2 separate regions of the Pan troglodytes genome follow, and region 1 is linked to region 2. The links are chromatin contacts, called in public Hi-C maps. All regions are on one chromosome and are shown on one strand. The core of a region is the stretch at or near the end of the contact, and the rest is flanking DNA. Distances in the headings are between cores, read along the strand shown. Region 1 holds the start of COL1A2 (collagen type I alpha 2 chain). Region 2 overlaps LOC104007326 (a long non-coding RNA gene).

Region 1 (3,250 bases), core at 570-3,069, 90 kb before region 2:
AGAATTACTGTTAAATTACAAGAATGATATGTTTACTTCATTGTGTCCATCAGTAGGAAGAATAATTATGCCTGACTTGATTAACGGAAGTCCTTATGATTTTGGAAATTTGCCTTTTAATTACTCAGACATGGACCATTTTGAAGAATGTGTGTTTGATAACATTTATTCCAGACTGTGGTTGGCTGTTGATCAGAAGGTAAGTTGCCTTTGTACCTTCAAATTTCCCTAAGTCTGCCTTCATTTTATTCTCTAGGAGCCGACTCTTTCCTCCCACTCTCAAGATCTCATTAAAAATATGAACTCAGTAATGTGAATTTGTTCACTGCAATTACTCCTTAGTATCCACAGTATGTATACTAAAAGTGAATGAAGGGGGAACAGACACACAGACACACACACACACACACACACACAAACACACAAATGCATTAGAAATTATGCAGTGGTAGACACCGTGCTGTGTGGATGGAACAACTTTTTGGAGTACTGGGTGTGGTCAGACAATACCATCCCCCATCTAGTCAATATCTTTGTCTAGCACTTTGGCAGCCATTTTCAAGATGAAAACGGACTGATCTTCTTCATTCTCTGTTGACATGAAAGTCTGGCCATGGAACCTAGAGCTGGAAAGTGGCCTTGGGGTCCCTTTAATCTCTGTCTCGCATTTTAGAAAAGGCCGTTTGACTTGCCCAAAGTCACGCAGCAAATTGGTGTCAGACTCATGGGAAAAACCCCGGTCTCTTGAGTCTCATCTCAATGTTGATATTTCTCAACTTGCTGCGTTCATAATGTTTGCTTATCACTGGGAACATGTCAAAGGGGTAATTCTCAGGCTCAAACAAAATTTAGAGCAGATTTGAGTTAAAAAATGTTACCATTTCCATGACTAGAAAGTGAATTGAGACACTTATATTACTTTTCAGAATGTACCCACTCCAAGTAGCATCCATTCTTCTTTCCAGGGTTCACTGACTAGCCACTGGGAAAGGCTCCAACCAGAAATGCTGATCATTAATCTGTATAAATCCGTAGAAGCTTTAATTGGGATTCCATTTGCTTAAGGCCCTGTCCCCTGTACTTTCATTTTCCTTCCTCCAGAGGGCGCCTTATAACCATCATCATATCAGCATCGTCATCCTCCTCCTCCGGACAAGCCTTACAATGCCCAGAAGATAAAAGCTCTTAGGAGGTGAGTTTTACATTACTCAGTTGAAGGGTTTTCTAACGCAGGCCTCAAGTTTTACAAGGTGGACATCAGTGCGGTTATGGGGCCTGTGGGGTGCAGGCCCTTGACTTCCTCCACCACATTGGTCGTTAATATCTCATCCTTAGGGAAAAAGACCTTCCGCTCCCTTTGGGGGTTACTAAGCTGAGGAGCCAGACCGAGTTAACCGTCTCACTCTGAACTTAGAGGAAAAGTTCCCTAACTTTTGGCAAGGCTTTTATGTTTTCATTTTTTAAAGTAATTTCCATGTTTCTTATCAATTCCGGCGTTTTCCCACATGCCTGAGAGTCTGCCCTCCAAGTGTACCTGGAATTCAGGTTACGGGTTTTCCTTTTCAGGGCAGGGTGCCCTCCCATCTAACCTCTCTACCCAGTCTCCCCCAAACAAGCTGAAGGCACTTACATTGGCATGTTGCTAGGCATAAGGTTACTGCAAGCAGCAACAAAGTCCGCGTATCCACAAAGCTGAGCATGTCTAGCACTTAGACATGCAGACTCCTTGTGTCGCAGAGCCCCTGGGTCACCGGCGGAGGTATCACCTGGCGGGCGCGGGCATGCAGTCGTGGCCAGTACCTCCAACTTAGCCGAAACCTCCTGCTGCCGTGGTGCTAAAATAATAAAGCCCGAATCTGCCCTATTTATACGGCAAAAGTTTCCCTGGCCCTAGGGTGCCTCCAAAAGGGCCTCCACCAATGGGAGGGCTGGGGCTGGGGGCCCGGGCAGCCACAGCTGGGAGGAGCCTGCGGGGGCGCAGAGGAGGGAGCGAATGGGGGAAGGGACGTGGCCACGGGGCTGGCTTCTTAAATTGGTTCCATTCTTTTTGAGGACGTGGACACTTTTGAGGCTTTCAAGGGGAAACTCTGACTCGTTGTCTGCATACCTCCGCCCTCCGCATCCTCCCGCTCTCCCCCGCCCTTTCCAAGTGTGGAAACACTATGGGACACGTCGGAGTGCTCTGCAGCCCCGACATGGGCAGAATTTGCAGATCTCCGGCGATCAAAGCAGGAGCTGTCCAGTCCCGCCTCACCTGTGCCCTGTAGGCCACTTGTAGGGTGGAGGGCTCCAGCGGGAGCGGAGGGGGCAGAGAAGGAGGGAGGGAAGACTCGACAGCGTGGCGCAGCCGGAGCCCGCCTCCCTGCCCCTCCACCCCTGCACCCCGCCCCCAGCCCCGTCCCGCTTTTCTCTAGCTTTGGGGCTCGTGTGCGCCCACTGTTTCAGCAGTGATGCACTCTCTTTGTCTTATGACTTCGGGAAAGGGGGGGTCCTGTCTGTGGAGGGCTGGGTTGCAGTCGGAGGGCGCCTTTTGTTGGCAGGTGGGCTGGGGAGCAGGGTCGAGGCTGCTTGGCACCCGGCTACAGGGAGGATAGGCTTTGCGAACTCTAGACTAGACCGAGTCACCTGGGGAAGTCCTTCGACCTCCTAGCTTGCCTTTGCTGAGGCTCATTCCAAAGAGGGTCTTTTGGGGGATGGTCTGGCACTCCGACACGACTCCAACCGACCTGGAGACCGAGAACTTATTTCTCAGTCTCTCCTTTCTGAGGCTGCGGTGGGGGATCTTTCATGGTTTCCAGTCTCCCCTCCCCTTCTCCATGGGCTCCTTGTCTGGATTTACCAGTTCTACCCTGAGCCTGGACCCTTCAACCCTCCCGTGAGCCCCCCGGTCCCTCTTGACCTTGCTGCTTACTCTCTGTCCCATCTCTTACAGCCACACCCAAGCATCTCCCCTAGCACATCCAGAGGCCCTTCTGATTCGAGCTTGGGGTCTTCGTAGTCTTCGCTGGTAACACCCCAAGCAGTGCGCCCACCAACGTGGATGTTAACTCTCTCCCCAGCACCCAACTTCCCTCTTCTCTGGCCGCCTCCATCCAACCCTCCACTCCCTACTAGGGAGAGGAGGAACTGGTACTTTGACCCTGAGGTGGGAGGCCAAAGGTCCTGTGCCTTTTTCTAAAGCCTCTTGAGATGGCATTCCAGGCCCTAGGTTTGAAAGGCTGTGTGTGTGTGTGTGTGTGTGTGTGTGTGT
Region 2 (3,238 bases), core at 583-3,082:
TATGCAGATATCATTATTTGCTAGCTTTTAGAGAATGAGTAGGGTGGGGGAGTAGGGAGTCATTTCAGAAAGAGGAACATAGCATGAGAGAAGTTATGGGAAGTAAATAGATGGATTTAGCTGGCTCCAAGTTCATAAGAACGTTTAAGTATGAGAAAAAAACAAACACAAACAAGAAAGGTTGTAACCAGATCACTAAGTGCTGACTCCCAGGTTAAAGAGTTGGTTGGAGAAAGCAAACCCTTGGAAATATCCTCAGGAGGGAAAGGAAATCAATAGTACATTGCAATGGCTTCTGAATCTTTTCATATTATCTAATACTTTCATCTGTGGGTAAATTTGTTGCAAGGTTCACAAGATTAACTGAAGAAGTTTATACTGTTATAAAAAAAAACTAGAAAGTTGTTAAAAGTTACTTCTTAGATTGCGTCTTTTAATTAAGAATAAATTATTAGCAGATCTTTGTTGTCTTAGTGTTTCAACCTTAAAATAGGTAACAGAACATGAACCAAGTAAGTATCAATGTCAGTTTACAAGTTTGTATTGCACTAAACTGTTATGAAGCAAAACAACTAAACTTTAATTTCTGCTTTCAGGAAAACTTTTTACTTATGTAACTAATCTATCAATTCATGTCATACTAGATTTGGGGTATAAATTAAGATTATGCTTCACTTAGTTTTCATTAACACCGTTTCTTTGTATTTAAACGGGCTACTCCTTTTTTTCCATTTCTTTCTGATACATTATGCATATTTAAACAAACAGAACAGAAACATTTAGAAATAAAAGTATGTGATGGTTTTCCCACACCAGTGTAAGCATAGGATGGTGGATTCCATTGAAAAGTCTGAGTTTTTGGGCTTGGGTGGATGAGGGATTGGGAAGACGGATCAACTCCTCAGAGCTAGAGTTCTTTTCAAGTGTGGCAGTCAGGGACACAGACTCCTCCTCCTCCTTTTCAATGGCCCAGTTTTAGAGTTGGATTGCTACTGCTGTCTGTAACTGTTATCTAAGAAGTTTCAAATGTATCTACATTTCGTTTTGTTGGCTTTTTGAACATTTCTTTAAAACTTGTCCTTGGGAAAGTTAGCAAGTTTGGAAGCTGCCCAAAAATCTGGAACTGGGGGAGGGAGAAGGAACTTTGTTTTGATTGTTCTTTTACTTCATTGTCTGGCTCTCCCTCCATGCCCCCTATCTCTGTCCCTCTTCCCCATTCCTCCCTCTCTTCCTCTGCTTCCTCCTCCTCCTTCTCCTTCTCCTCCTCCTCTCTCTCTCTCTCTCACACACACACACACACACACACACACACACACACACACACACATTTTTGGAGGAGAGCTGCAGTTCCTCACACAATTTCCCTTCTCATCCGTCTTGAAACATTTCGTTTTCCCCAAACCTGAGACAACAATACGATGATGTATAGTATGGATGTGTGTGCATGCACGTGTGTATGTGTGTGTGTGTTTGGTCTGTGCTGTGGAAGGACTGAAAAGAGAGTTGACTGGGGCTTCTCCTCCAGGCCTCAATCTGGCATTAGCCCATTTCTCTCTTTTCCGTAGGTGGTCTTAGATGATGGGGGGAAGAAAAAGTTTTGCTGTGTCATGAATTACGCTTTTAATTTCCACAGGCTTTTAGAACATTCTGGCCCTCTCAGTGAAAAACACTTGTGGCCTCAGAGCTTAGAGGTTGGAAGTGGGGGAAATATTCCCTTCAGGCACTCTGATGACTTTTCACAGTGGAAGGCTGCGGGGCTCTCACAGGGGGAGATTCCATTTGTCTGAGCCTGCAGAGTGTGAGTCACTGCCCAGGGAGGGCAGAGTTCAGCCCGAGGAGCTAGTGAGCCCCTGCTGCCTTAAAGGCACAATGCACGGATACCGCTGAAGGGAGGGGAAAGTGCTAGCCACCAAGCGACTGGGCTAGTCCTCAGTAATTTCTAGCTGCATTATTTATGTGGGGGTCATTAGGAAACCTAAATTTCAGTGAAAAGTCAATCGTTTACTCAAATTTCCCTGTACAGAACAGAGAAACACATACTGGATTTTACAAGCCTTTGTGAAATTGAGGTCACCTGCATCATCCACATGGAGAACAAGAATATTTATTGTGTGATTAAAGTTCTGATCCATAGGGGGAGGAAAATCATTTGCATGTCACAATTTTTTCCGCCTCCTTAATTTTCAACCCACTCACCTCATAAATTAACAACAGGTAGCATCAATCTCTCTTCAAAATATGTAAGACACTTGTAACCTTGATGGGGCGGGGGGGCTCTTCGGGTTTCACCAGCTGGTGAGAACAGGTGTTGTCATTAACTTGAACACCCACATCTTGAAGTCCAAGACTCTGCTTTCCTGGCTGCAGGAAGTCCACTGTGTTAGAGAATCCTACTCTAGATGCATTTCCAGGGAGTGTGTACGTATACTTATAAATCCTTTCTTGTCCTTTCTTGCTGAGATGACCCCTAAGTTACCCAGCAGCCTAGGGCCTTGACAGACCCAGAAATGCCTTTTGCACTTGCCATTCTGACTGCATGCATCCTCGGCATTGCTACCAGGATTTGGACATACTGCCACTGCCATGATTCGCGTTGGAGGAGCTAGAACTCAGGGACACTCCCACACAGGAACTATTATACTGTCACTAACCTGTGGCCACTCCTCGGAAGCGGAAAGATGTCAGTTATTTCTGTGATCTGTTCAGTTTATGGGTGGGGGTGGGACAGATTATTTTCCCCTGTACTTGACAGGTTTTAGATATGTATGAAGAAGTAACTTATATTTAACATTTTTATTGGAGAAACTTTGATGTGTACTTCAATTTACTAGCTATCACCTTTAAAATTCTTTGACATGCAGAAATTTTCTGGTTGATTTTTCATTGTCTTTTGAAGGTTGACTCATTTAGAAATGACGTGACATTTGCATTTGAAATCAGTACTGTATTTATTTCATTGTTCCGAGCCTTTCCAAATAAATCTGTGTGTTTTGTTCGTAGGATAATTGTGAGAAAAATAATAATGTAACAACCGTTTAGGACTCTGTGGGTTATTCATAGTTCACAACCCTTCCAACTTCAATCTTCACAAACTTTGTTTGGAATAGCAAAATGACCATGTTCCACAAAAGGAAATATTGTACTCCAGTACCATGGCCGGAACAAGATTAATAATAGTAACAGTAAAAAAATTAAGAACAAGCAACATAATTTTGCCAATGTTTCTTCATTCCTAATA

Evidence for each region. Hi-C and Micro-C count contacts between places; a contact is called where the count stands out from the background.
Region 1: a Hi-C map of stem cell-derived neural progenitor cells shows a contact between it and region 2, with 5 times the contacts expected there. The contact joins the promoter of COL1A2 here to the enhancer-like site in region 2. A contact is called at or near these places in 4 of 7 Hi-C or Micro-C datasets (blood, induced pluripotent stem cells and stem cell-derived neural progenitor cells), 1 of 1 datasets of contacts at active chromatin or transcription factors (stem cell-derived excitatory neurons) and 1 of 1 other capture datasets (stem cell-derived neural stem cells).

Annotation. Positions count from the first base shown.
Region 1 is chr6:103,770,923-103,774,172 of NHGRI_mPanTro3-v2.0_pri, reverse strand. COL1A2 (collagen type I alpha 2 chain) reads right to left here and starts at 1,819. Exons shown (of 52, transcript XM_001168894.7): 1 at 1,631-1,819. The coding sequence starts at 1,700.
Region 2 is chr6:103,680,950-103,684,187 of NHGRI_mPanTro3-v2.0_pri, reverse strand. All of the region lies in intron 2 of LOC104007326 (a long non-coding RNA gene), which reads left to right. Among named protein-coding and RNA genes, the nearest start is that of COL1A2, 90 kb to the left of the region's middle. Within about 2 kb of position 1,832, at least 8 of the 24 cell types and tissues checked have an H3K27ac peak or open chromatin away from gene starts, as enhancers often do. A contact at or near this core is called in induced pluripotent stem cells, stem cell-derived excitatory neurons, stem cell-derived neural progenitor cells and 1 more, where this site is marked.